Linked DNA regions of Neogale vison: region 1 is linked to region 2. A link is a contact called in public Hi-C data. All regions are on one chromosome and are shown on one strand. Each heading gives the region's core, a stretch centred on a gene start, on an enhancer-like site or on the middle of the called end of the contact. The rest is flanking DNA. Distances are from core to core; before and after follow the strand shown.

The links. A called contact is a pair of places that touch in the nucleus more often than the background predicts.
Region 1: a Hi-C map of fibroblasts shows a contact between it and region 2, with 5 times the contacts expected there. The contact joins the promoter of BABAM2 here to the promoter of FOSL2 in region 2. A contact is called at or near these places in 2 of 3 Hi-C or Micro-C datasets (fibroblasts and muscle).

The regions. Positions count from the first base shown.
Region 1 is chr8:122,487,584-122,494,070 of ASM_NN_V1, reverse strand. BABAM2 (BRISC and BRCA1-A complex member 2) reads left to right here and starts at 1,635. Exons shown (of 12, transcript XM_044261850.1): 1 at 1,635-1,736; 2 at 5,275-5,425. The coding sequence starts at 5,298. It overlaps RBKS (ribokinase), which reads right to left and starts at 1,306. Exons shown (of 7, transcript XM_044261861.1): 1 at 1,153-1,306. The coding sequence starts at 1,241.
Region 2 is chr8:122,034,302-122,040,757 of ASM_NN_V1, reverse strand. It overlaps FOSL2 (fos-related antigen 2), which reads left to right and starts at 4,582. Exons shown (of 4, transcript XM_044261846.1): 1 at 4,582-5,557. The coding sequence starts at 5,459.

The DNA of each region.
Region 1 (6,487 bases), core at 386-2,885, 460 kb before region 2:
TTGGTTACATACAGACCCTGGAACTATTTTCTAAAGCATAGGTGGGGCAGAGATCTGGTGACTTGATTTTCTCAAGGCCTTTTTACCTATTTTCAGGCTCTCTTGCTATCCTTTGGAAAAGCAACGTTGCAGGACAGATGAGGTCTTACTGTAGTATCCCCGATCATTTTAAATTTTTCTAATGTAAAAATAGCATATCTGAAAAACCAGTCACAAAAATACTAAACAGAAGCAATCTGAATGGTAGAATTTTCTTGGAATATCTGATTTTTTTTTATAATGAACATCTATTATTGTTAGAGTCAGGAAAGCCATTTTCTTTCCTTTCTCCTTTCCTTCTTTTCCTTCTCTTTCTCTCTCTCTTTTTTTCAGCAGGCTCTAAGCCCAAGGTGGGGCTTGAACTCACAATCTCAAGAGTTGCATGCTCCAGTACCCAGTCAGCTAGGCACTCTGCCATTTTCATTAAAAAAGAAAAAAAAAAGGGGAAAATTAGGGATCTCTCCAACCAATGTATTTTCAGTTAGCAGATGTTCATTATTTTATCACGTTTTTTAATGTTGTAAACTTCGTGTTTATGGGTTTTTGATACACACTCGGGTTGCCGTAAGATAACCCATATACTGATCCACATAATACTGAAAAGCAAGGAATGCCAACAGCCGATATGGTCAAAGGTGACCCACGAAAGGTCGATTGTCTTTTGGACTTTTTGATCTCTGTTCCACTCGTTCGAGTTCAGACGACCAATACCCAACCTGGTTCGTGTCACCGTTCACAAATTTCCTTCATTTAGTCCTCACAACAATGCTGGGAGGTGGGCACGTTCTCAGAGATAAAACGACTTGACCAAGGCTCCTCAGGCTAGTCAGGAGACAGGCTCGGCCGACGGGTCGAAAAACCCGAGCAGGTCTTGGCGGGCGCTTCCAGTAACTGGAAGAGCTTCCACTACACCCTGGCCTCTCACGTTGCCGAACTTGACAGTTAACCTTACCAACTCCCATTCGGCCTCTTCCACGCCAGGGCGGCAGGCTGCGGGCTAGGGAAACCGGCCGCTCACCCCCAAGCGGGCCCTCTCCGTCGCCGGAGCTCCGGTGCCGAGCACAGTCCGCCCCCTCCCTCCACCGCAAGCTCTGCGTACTGAGCCGGACTAACCTGACCAGGTCGGTCATGCAGGAGCCCACCACTACCACCGCGGCCACCTCCTCCTGCCACTGCCGGCCGGGGTCCCCAGATGCGGCCATGGCCCAAAGGAGGTGCTCTCCACCCCGGAGGCTGACCTTTGCCCTTTGCCCGACCCCGTAACCAGGAACGCCGCTCCTACGCTCCCTAACGACGCGGGCCTTCCAGACGCCTCTGCGGGTCGCCCACCTGACTGCCCGAAATAACCCCTTCCCCAGCCGCCCTCCGTTCTTCCCGGGACGGTCTCCCTGCACTCCCTCTCGTTACAGAGCCCTCCTGAGAGTTCCAGACTCCACGCCGCTCGCCACCCACGAGGCGGGCGCGGAGGAAGGACCTTTCAGGCACGGCGGGGACGCCCTTCCGAGTGCCCGGCTTGGCGCGTCCGGGGGCGCGCACGCCGCCCGGCTCCAGGGCCGCAGAGGGGGCGGGGCGGGACGTCCGGGGGCGCGCACGCATCCGGCTCGCGGTGCGCGCGCAGGTCGGTGCGTCGGTCGGGGGCGCGCTCGGGTAACCTGTACCCCACGTAGTCGCCGGTTACCGATCGGACTAAGTTCCAGGTACCTGGACTGGGGCTGGTGCGGGGAGGTTGGATCCCGAGTCGCACAGGTGGCCTGTGCACAGGATCGTGGTTTAAGTATGCCCAGGGCTCGCCGCCTCTTCCTATAGAGAAGGCCCCCGTTCCGAAGATGCCCTGCTCATCCCCATCACGCTGGTCCCCGCAAGAACGAGACCCCCGCCAAGGCCAGAGGCCGCTCTTTTTGCATATCTAGCCCGCCCCCTGCTCCCTCAATAACCTCAGACTCCTTTCTTCTGCCCGCCTGAAGAGGGGACCATACAGTTTGGGAAAAGGGAGAGTATCCCTTTTTAGATGGCCCCTAGAGTGGGGTGGTCATTCTTTGGGTCCGAGCCGACTTGTTTTCCTTGAATGTTGCCCCTGGAGAAATTGCTTCCCCACTTACTTCCCTCGTGCGCTTTATGACGTTGAGGTGACGCAGCAGGACGCCACCCCTTTCCGTTCCATGACGTCAGCAGGGCACACGTTTCCGTGTTTGGCATCTCATCTTAATTGCGAGATACTGGACGATGCCTAGGACGTCTTTGTAGTCCCCAGGCTCCCCTTCGAGGACCTCATGTGACCCTATTTCGAGCAGCAGTCCCTGTAAAAATTGTATTTCTGCATTTTCCTTTTGTAATACGTCAAAATCAGGAAATAGAAATCGCACAGCTAGCACTCAGGGGAGGCTGGCCACTGTAAATTTGTGCCTAGCTGGGATCTCTCATGGAACTGTGATGTGTGAAAGCCACTATTGTAGGTGTTCCCCCGTCCGTGTCCCTGGCTCAAAAGGATCACACTGAAGAACCATCATCTTTGGCTGTTTGGTGACCTCTGGTTTTGGAGTATTTATTTCTCCTCTGTCTTACAGAAGTCACTACACTTAACGGTGGAAACATTTTAATACTGCAGGAAGTCTTGCACTGTCAAAAAATAGTACTGTAGCTGTTCTAACACAAAGAAATTCATTCCTTCAGGTGTTAGTCAAAGGTCCTGAAAGTTGCTGAATTGGAATGGGCTGTTGTCACCTTAAGTATAGTTTGGCTTTTGGTGCAGGTTTCTTCCCTATGGTATTTGACTGGCGGGTCACTCAGGCCAGCTTTGGCAGCAGACCAGCTGTAGTCAAACGTGTTTCTGATGGTCAGGCAACCATTTGTTCAAATTTGTAATTTTTTTTTTCTCTTCCAGTTTTATGAGTTGTACACTTTAAACAGGTGACTTTGATGCCTTTCTCTTTGGTAATTGCAATTATACATGCTTATGGGAGAGGAGGATGGGTGTAGTGGACTTTGAGGGAGATCTGGATTTGAATGCTGGTTTTTATTCTTGCTACGTGTGTGACTTTGAACAAGTTACTTAGACCTGCTGCGCTTTAGTTTTCCTATCTGTGAAATGGGAACAGTAATAGAGAACAGGGTTGTTGGGGTGAAGGAAATGAAATTACAGGTAGAGGTGGGTGATAGAGTGCCTGATACTCAGTAGATTTTTCAGAATGTGTTCATTCTTTTTCCATTTTTCATAGAAATGAGAGGTAAAATAATGATAAGTATGATGGGGAAAAGCATGGAAGAATAATTTTGTAATGTAGGTGAGATCCTTTGCTTTTTTTCCAGATGAGTATTTCTGTGTTTTGCATATGATCTAGATAAGCATCCTTTCAAGAACTGTGACATCAGTGGATAGAAATAAGAATGGAAATGTCACAGAATAGGAAAAAAATGCTTCAAAATGCTAATATGGGTTAGTGTGCTGTTCAAAGACAAATGACAGAAATTATCCTTATCTCCTGTAGAGTGGGAATTCTAAAACCTGCCTACTGCCCAGGATTGTGAAGATCAACTGTGATAATATTTTTGGAAGCTCTTTATAAGTGGTAGTGTTACGAAAATGTACAGTGTGGTTTTTATGATTGATGATACAGGACATTAGATGTTTATTCTTACTTTGTAGTGACTTTGGAATGGTGGGAAGAAGTAATCTCTTAAGTGGATGGAAGAGGAGCTTATTTTATATTTGCAGAAAGGATGATTTGAGTACTGAAGTACACAGCCTCAAAGGTTTTCTGGGTGTCATCACCATTTAAGGTAGCTAAATTATTTTTTGAAAGATCATTGCAGTCCTTCCCTTTATTACTATCCAAAGTGATTAAAACAGGTATGGTTTTCAGCCTTTCTTTTGGCAGAGACCTCTAAGTCCCCATATGGTAAAGTATATGAAAACTAGGACTAGGACATCATTTCCTTATAGTTGTAACTTAGAGGAAATTCATTTGCTTTTGATGAGGAATTATCCTTTCAGATTGAGGAAGAAAGTGACTATTTAAATGGATTTACTCACCTCTGAAACTAGAGGTTTTCATTTAGAAATCTGTTTAGAGGAATTCATACATTCCTTCCCCTAGCCCCTGGGTTTCCAGATAATTTAGACACGCTTTGTTGGTTTTACTTCTGTATTTTCAAGTGCAAGAACTTCTTAGTGCTTGAAAGGCTAAGACTTTTAGATACATGTTTGTTTGTGTTGGTTAATATCCGGATAAGTGTATGTTTTCATGATTTAATTGTTAAGTAGCTTTTTAAAAAAAAAATATTTTATTCATTTATTTGACAGAGATCACAAGTAGGCAGAGAGGCAGGCAGAGAGAGAGAGAGAGGGGGAATCAGGCTCCCCGCTGAGCAGAGAGCCTGATGTGGGGCTGGATCCCAGGACTCTGAAATCATGACCTGAGCCGAAGGCAGAGACTTCAACCCACTGAGCCACCCAGGTGCCCCGTTAAATAGCTTCTTGCTACATATGTTCTTCAGATACATTCTCCTCGACCATATTTTTTTGAGGGAATATTGTCTTCTCTCCATACCTTAATATTTCTCTAGTTTTTTTGGTCTCTTTATTCATTTGTTTATTTAAAGATTTTTACTGGATGCTTAGCAGTGCCAGGTACTTTTGTTAAACACTAGGAATTCAAGACATAGTCCCTGCAGGGGAGAGATCACAAAGCAGGTAGTTATAACACACTGGAGGGACAGTATATCAGAAGTAAATAATTTCTCGTAAGTAACAATTATAAGTAGGTTATGCTTATTCTTGAATTTCATATAGTATTACCAATCAAGTCCTTCTTGTGGGGACACCAAGGGAGCAGTTCCAAACTTAATGGAGTGTACATTTTGTGTGTGGGGGGAGAGGGTTGTTAGTGAAGGCTTCTTAAGGCCTCAAAGTAGGAAACTGTCAGTTGTAAGATAGAGCAGGGTAGATTTAGCTTGTGTGGGGCAAGTATAGCGGTCAGCTTTGGAAAGGAGGAGGGAATTGGATTGAAGGGCTGCTTCTGGCTTGAAAAGCATTGGTGCTGTCTCTCTCCTGAGGAGGTGAGCAGCAGGGGGTTGGTTTCTTCTGAAGGGGTCATTGGAAGAGGCCGCTATAAGACAGGAAGTGAAGTGTTTATTCATGCAAGAGAAATTTCCGTGTTGCTGTGCCAGTTTTCAGGAAACCCATTCTGTCTAGTTCCTCTGAATACTCTGACCACCATCCCTTCCTTCTCCTTTCAGTGTGATTTGCAAATCAAGCCAAAATGTCCCCAGAAGTGGCCTTGAACCGAATTTCTCCAATGCTGTCCCCATTCATATCTAGTGTGGTCCGCAATGGAAAAGTGGGACTGGATGCTACGAACTGTTTGAGGATAACTGACTTGAAGTCTGGGTAGGTACCAGCACTACTACAACTAATGCATCAGACCCAATCCAGCCTTAATTACTAATACACTTTTCCCATCAGATTCATCAAAATTGAACACCACAGAAATTAAATCAGGTCTTGAACTTAGCACATGTTGATGCAGTTGGTTTTGTCCAGATCTTGATGTATTATGTTTCAAGCTGTTTTATTTGCATTGTGGGCCATTGCTTTATGATCACAATGTTCATGTCTTCTTTTTTTCTTCTTCTTTTTTGGGGGGGGGGCACGTCTCTTAACAGTGTGCCATGTGGTTTTTAGCAAGTGTGTTTTTCATTCATTGACTCAGTTTCTTGTTACGTCTGTTGCAATTCAGCATGTACTCTTAGAGTTGGGTTTTGGGATTCTGAATTTGATATCATTTGGTAATCTCTCCTAATAGGAAAATTAAAATAGCTAGCCAGAATGAGTCATTTTTCACAGTGGGGTTGAAATAGTAGTATCTGACACCTGGAAATGTTGAATTAAAAAGCCCCAACTTTTTACTTCAAAATAAATATAGATTTACAGAAAATTTACAAAATTCGACAAAATTAATGTTGCTATAATGCTGTTGATTGTTTTACAAGCATTGTTTGAATTTTGTGACTTGTTCCACTCATGCATGTCCTTTTTTTGGCCCAGAATCCAATCCAGGATCCAAACTGAGTTTAGCTGTCACATCTGGGTCTTCTTAACCTGTTAATGTTTCTGTCTTTCTTTGTCTTTCATGATTTTGATACATTTTTTTTTAGAGATTTTATTTATTTATTTGTCAGAGAGAGAGCATACATAAGCAAGGGGAACAGCAGGCAGAGGGAGAAGCAGGCTCCCTGCTGACCCTGGGATCCTGACCTGAGCTGAAGGCAGGTGCTTAATCAACTGAGCCACCCAGGCGTCCTGATTTTGACACTTTGGGAAATAGCACTGGTTAGTTATTTTGTAAAGTGTTGCTTAGTATGGGCTAATCTACTGTTTTCCCTTTATTACAGTGAGAACTGTATCCTCCCAACCCCCCCAACCAAGAATACTACAGAATTGATGCTGTAT
Region 2 (6,456 bases), core at 3,333-5,832:
CCCATACCTGAGAGAGGACACATTCCCTTGGGATTAGTGGCTCAGTGTATCTCTAAAGTTTAAAGGGAGGGGAGGTGCAGTTTGGAAAAGCTGTGTGTGTTATTCGGAAACTCATCCCCACTCAGAGGTGTGGGACCCACTGATTGCCTTGCATCCCCCCCCACCATCCTGAAATGCCCCCTATGAGAAGACACCTGGGTTTAATGGCATCTTAATGGTTACTCCCCAACTTTCTGTATGTGCCTCCCCCTTCCCCAGACCCACAGTTTACCCTTATTTGCCCTTCTGTATGCCCTGGGGTGCTGACCTCAGTGGACTGCCTTTGGCTAGAGAGGGGGTGAGGGGAGGAGAGAGAGGGGTCTGGCCTCCCTCCCTAGCCCCACCCCCTCCTGCACTCTCTGCAGGAGGCTGCTTCTCTCTGTCCTGCTTGATGGCCCTCTTCCTGGGGACCGGTGCACACCAGGCTCTAATAACACTGTTCCCTCCCCTTCTCAGTCTTATGGGTGGTCACAGTTTCCAGCTGTTACTTGGCTCTGGGTGCCAGGGTCCCTTGTTCCCTTAGTCCTGCCCCCATCTCTATTCAGAGATTCTCCGCAAAAGCCTCTTCCTTTGGGACTGAAGTCCCTTTCCTGATAGCTGGGCTGAAGTCTCTTTCCTGATAGACTCCTGACTGATCCAGACATCTTTGGACAAACACAAAGGCTTCCATATTAAATAGTCATTGATTAGAAGATGCGCCGGCTTTCAGAAATGTTCGAAGATCATCAAAATGTACGGCTTACTCAGCATGCATAGGGGACCACTTATCATTAAGACATGGAGTTCGCTTCTGGCCCGTCGAGGCTGGGAGCATAGGTGACAGGCAGAGCATTGGGTCTAAAGCCAGGCGGGATGGCTCGGAGCTCAGGCTCTGATACCCCCACGCTGGGACACCGCGAGTAGACTGTTTTGCCATTCTGTGGCTTGGCCAACTCTTTGGCAATCCAGAGTCAACCCCACTGTGGTCACATTCCTGGCAGGGACGTTGTATGAGGACAAGTGAGGCCATGTATGTGAAAGGTTCCGTGAACTGTCCAGCACTCAAATGTGTGGGCCCCAGCAGCCCAGAGCAGACAGCTATTCTGGGATTTAAACTGGGGACCAAACATTGAGCTGGAGGGACAAAGGAGAAGACACAATGGCCATGCCCCGCAGGGATGTCCCAAAGACCCAGAGAAACAGCGAGAAGACAGCCCCCAGAAATCCTTTTCTCCCTCTCCCTCTTCTCTCCTCTGCTTCTCAAACCCGACATGACCTTTCCCTAAGCTGAGCCAGGAGGCTAGGCTGTTTATTTATTCAGCTGAGAATTAAGGAGCACCTCTAAGTGTAGGACCAAGTCATGTGCCAAGTAAAGTCCATGCTTTCTGGAGACGGGTAAGAGAGAAACAGAGACATGCCAGTAGGAGGCAGGTCACGCAGTGTCCTGGGCAAGAGGAAGACCCTGGTGTCACAGAGGTTGAGCTGCGTTTCCACTTGGATCACTAACCCACTAACCAAATCTCCAGGACAAATGACTTAATCTCACTTTCTTGATCTGCAACCAGGGAATACTGCGCACCTCAAATATTCGTTAGGAGGACTGCATGAGACCGTTCCTGTAATCAGCCTGGAGCCTGACTCTTGGTGAGGGCTCCACGGAGCAAGAGGGCCTCTATTCTTCTTGGTACGTTAGTCCGGGGAGCAGAGGCCCCTTCCTAACCAGGTTATCAGAAATGATTCCCCAAGGAGGCAATAAACTGGGCTTGGAGGTTGAATTCTCGGTTTGGCATTCATCTCTTGGCTGGACCCTAGGGCCAGTCCGCGCAGCACCAGGGCGCAACTCTGCGCGTCTGGCGCTTGCGGAATGAAAGGTGAGGGGCAGGCCCAGAACGCAGGCCTCCCGACGGGCAGAGGAAACTAGCCCAAGTTCTGGAGCTGGGGAAGACCGGGATCAAAGCGCTCCGAGGCAGGCCGGGCGCACCAAAGGGAGGCTAGCGACTTGCATCAGCACAGATTCCGTGATGCTCTGCAGACGTCTCGGTGCTGCTGGGCTTTACGGGAACCCACAAGAAAGGAAAGGGCCGGGGAGCAGGCAGGGCGGGGGCGGGCGAGGGCGAGAGGGTGCGCTCGCCCGCCCGCGCGCTCCCGGCGGCGCCGGCCGGGGCCTGGGCGCGCCCGGGACGGCGGAGGCCGCGGAGGAAGCTCCCGCTCCCTTTCCCCCTCCTCCTTTCCCCCCTGCATTACTGGAAGGACTGTGTGGGAGAGACCCAGAAGCACCCGGATTTTCGAGCGCGGGGTGGGGGAGGGCCAGGCAGCCGCTGGTGCTCCAAGGGAAACCAAAAGTGCCTCTGTTCGCGCCGCTTCAGCACGCGGCTGCCCCCGGGAGGGTCCTGGGCGAGCCTCGCTTTGCAGCACATCCCCCAGCCCCCACCAAGATCTCGCTAAGGCACCTTGCGAGGTGTGGCGGGGGGAGGGGCGTGTGGCGCAGGAGAGGACGGAGAGGCGAGTGAGAAAGTGTCACGATTTCTTTTCCTGCGCTCTCCCCGACACCGTCCCCACCCCCAGTTTTCTGGTTTTGCCACTGCCGCTGGGGAAAGGGTTGATCGGTTTTGCGTCAAAGAACTGCATTTACTCAGTCCTGCTGGGAGAGGCGCGTAAACACCCAGGCAAGCAGGACTCAGGGATGAAACGACAATAACAACAAACAAAACAACACCCCCCTCCTCCGCGCAGTCCCCGCGGCCGGTGTGCACATCCGCTCGCCGCACACCTCTCCCCGGCCGCAGAGTTGGGGACTCTGCCCGAAGGGCGGCGGGCGGAGGTGTGAGGGGTCTGGCCAGCTTCGCCTTGGGCGTCCTTGGGGATGGAGTTCAGGACAGAATGTGTTTTATAGCTGTAAACAATGACCCCGAGTATTGTTTGGGATTACCGTATCTTCGGGCCACTGGGGCGGCCAGATGCCGCCAGCCGTCCCGGAAACGCCAGCGCTTTATATAGAGCCCCGGGAAAGCTTTGAGTTCCCGGCTCTATTTTTCTTTCCTAGCAACTCCCCCACTTTACAGATAAGGAAACTGAGGACGGGATCTGTGACGTGTTACAACGCATAGCGCTTCACCAGGGCTCACGGTCTTCACACATCTTCGCGTCGGGTCCTCACAAGGACCCTGTGGGGGTACAGGTGACGCCTCGTAAGAGCTGGGTAAACCGAGACTAAAGCAATGCCTGGACCAGGACCCAAGTTCCTGGACTCCCAGTACAGTGCTCCCCCGAGGCCTTTTCTGCAGAAGAACTGAAGTTCCAGAGCTGGCAAGGGCCTTAGAGGGTCATCTTTCCCAACCCCTTCATTTTACAGGAAGAAACCAAAGCCCAGAATGGTTAAGGGACTCGCCCAAAGTCTCACAGCTCATAAATAGCACAGTTTGGCGTTCGTACTCCGAGGTCTGTGCTCTTTAACCCGCACCTCGCCCCGCCCCACCAGGCGAGGCGGGAAGACCCCGGAGTCCAGACTCCTTGCTGCCTGAACTTCCCTCCAAAACAGCTGAAGACAACGTTGGGGCACACCCTCTCCCGGGCCTGCCTCCCTCCCTTCTCCTCTTTTTTTTTTTTTTTTCTTAATTCTTAACAGTCGAGTTTGCTTCTAACGCCCGCTTACTATTAGATGCGTCCTAATTGTCCCGCACACAGGGAAGCCGGAATGTCTTGACTGGTTAATTTCTTCTTCAGGGCTACTCCTAACAAATTAATTGTAGGGCCGGGGGAAAAAAAAATGTGTGTGTGTGTTCGGGGTGGGGGGGGAGCAATGGGCAGCCAGCCACGCAGGGAAAAATAGGCAGGTCGGCCCCGCCCGGCGGCGCCGCGCCCCGCCATGGGCCGGCCGCAGGGCGGCGCGGGTACCCTGCGCGCCCAGGGCGCCCGCTGCACCGGGCGGCGCCGAGGATCGCGCTTGGCCGCGCCCTCCCTGAGAGCGGCTCTGCGCGCCCGGCTCCCGGCCTCGCGGTGGCGCCGCGCTGAACCGCCCGTCTCGCTCTCCAGGCTGTGATTATTTTGTAAAACCCGGCGCCGAGGCCCGCGCGGCCGCACTCGGGGGCCCCGCCCCGCGCCCCTTCCCCGGGCGGCGGAGGGGAGGGGGAAGGCCGCGGCGCGCTCGGGAGCCGGCGAGGGAATCCCTCTCCCTCCACGTCACCCGAAAGCGAGGGAACCCGCACTCGCGTCCTCTAACGCAAATGACCATCTTTGGCAACGTGCGCCAATGGAACAGACCAAGGGCGCTGGGCTCGGGGGTGCGCGGGGGTGGGGAAGGGCCGGGGCCGGGGCCGCCTCGGCGCGCCCAGGCCGCGCGGGCAGTCCGCTCCGGCCCCGCCACCGCCTTTCTTCCCCGCGCCGGGTGTGCGACTGGCGTCAGCGCGGCCGGGAGCCGGGGCACGGAGGGGAGCGCTGCGCCCGCCTCCTCCCGAGCCTCTTCCTCCTCCTCCTTCCCCCCCTCCGCCTCCCCGCGCGCTCCTCCCTTGCAAGGTGGAGTCTGGGGTTGACGTGAGTGAATCCACATGGTACAGGGGCTGGAGAATAAAGAGTGTGGAGTTGAACTCGTGCCATTGTAGTGACTCATCTCGGGCAGAGCGCAGGGGCTCCGAGCGAAGCGACGGGCAAGTGAACGGCGCTCGGCGGGCCGGGGAGAGAGGCAGAGAGGCGCGGCCGGGCTAGGCGGCCCGTCCCGGAGCGGGCGCCGGGGAAGGGGTGCAGTCGGGCGCCTCAGCGGCGGTACGGGCAGCGGGGCCGCGTCCTTCTCACCGCCGGCTCGGCTGGAACCGCGCGGGCCGGGCACGGGCTACCTTCTCCCCGCAAGTGTCCGAGCCGCTCCGAAACTCCGGCGGCGAGTCGGCCACAGGAAGTTTATTCTCAGCTCCTTTTCTAAAAGGAGGAAATAGAAGTTTCTCCCGGCGGGCAGCCTTTCTTTTCGCCTTTTTTTGGTTTGGTTTGTTTTGTTTGTTTTTTCTTTGCCCTGTCTGAAATCGGGGGGCCCCCGGACCTGGCAGGCGTGATCCGCCGGGCTCTTATTCTTTTTTTTTTAATTTTCAGTTTTTGATCGGGCCGGCTGTCCCGGCTGGGCTCCGACTGCGCGCGGGAGCGGGAGGGCGCGCGCAGGGGAGGGACCGAGGGACGCGCGGACTTTTAGAGGGAGGGACTGGGGGGCCCGCTGGTCCCGCGGCGCTCGGAGAGCAGGAAAGCAGCGCAGCGCAGCGCGAGGCGCTCGGGAGGCACGGTTCCCGGGCTGTCGCCGCCTCCCGTCCGCACCCGCCACCGTCCGGGAGCAGCCCGGGAGCGAAGACCAGAGCCCGAGGCGCGGCCGGCAGGGAGCGAGCCCGCAGCAGCCGGTGCGCGGCCGCGGCGAGGGCGGGGGAAGAAAAACACCCTGTTTCCTCTCCGGCCCCCACCGCGGATCATGTACCAGGATTATCCCGGGAACTTTGACACCTCGTCCCGGGGCAGCAGCGGCTCTCCTGCGCACGCCGAGTCCTACACCAGCGGCGGCGGCCAGCAGGTAGGTGCGGGCCCCGGGTGCACCTGGCGGCGCGGGCGGACCCCCGCCCTCCTCTCGCCGCCACTGCCTCTTTTGCTTTCTTTTCCCGTTTTTGGCTTGGCGAGAAAATTCCTACGGGGTCACTATTGCAAGTTTTGGATTTTCGTGTTGTCCTGCCCACCCTTCTCCCCAAACACTTTTTTTTTTTTTTTTTTTTTTTAATTGGACCGAGGAGTGGGCTTGAAGAGCCGGCAAACCCTTTCCCTCACTCTACATCTTACGCAGACAAGCTCCTGGAATTGCAGCAGCTCTCCTTCTCCGGAGCCTAACTCCTCTCCCAGAAATCCCTCCCTCCTCCCCACCCCCGTCACTTCTCCGCGGTGGGCAAAAAAAAAAAAAAAAAATCTTTGCATCCACTGGCGCCTCCCGACATCCAAGGACTCCGTTCCTGCGGGAGAGCCCTCTCCCTCTCTTCCCCTGCTCTCCATCAGTATTAATTTCTGAAAGAGGTTAGGGATTCGGAAACATGGTTAGGCTCCTTCAAGTAATCCAGAGCGAGGGTGAGGGTTGTCGCTCAGGGAATAGGGTGCGAAGGTCAGGAAGGAGGAGGTCAGCCTTGATAGGCTTGGGCCCTGCGTCTTTGTGCCCCTGCGCCCATCCCTCTCCTGTTGGGGTCAGAGAAGGAGCCTGTACTGCCACCAGAAGGGGCGCCTTGAGGGTCTGGGGAGGGGTACCTGGGGCAAGGACGCCTGCAGAGAGAAGTGGGGGGGGGGAGAAGAGAGCTTGCTTAGGCTCCTGGGTGGTTCTGGAAGCGGAAAAACAACTTGTTTCTAAAGCAGCCGGACTGGTTTGCACTGGAAGGATTGTGCCTGCGATCTGTGTCTGTAAATACCAGAAGGGTGCTGGTGGGGTTAGTGGGG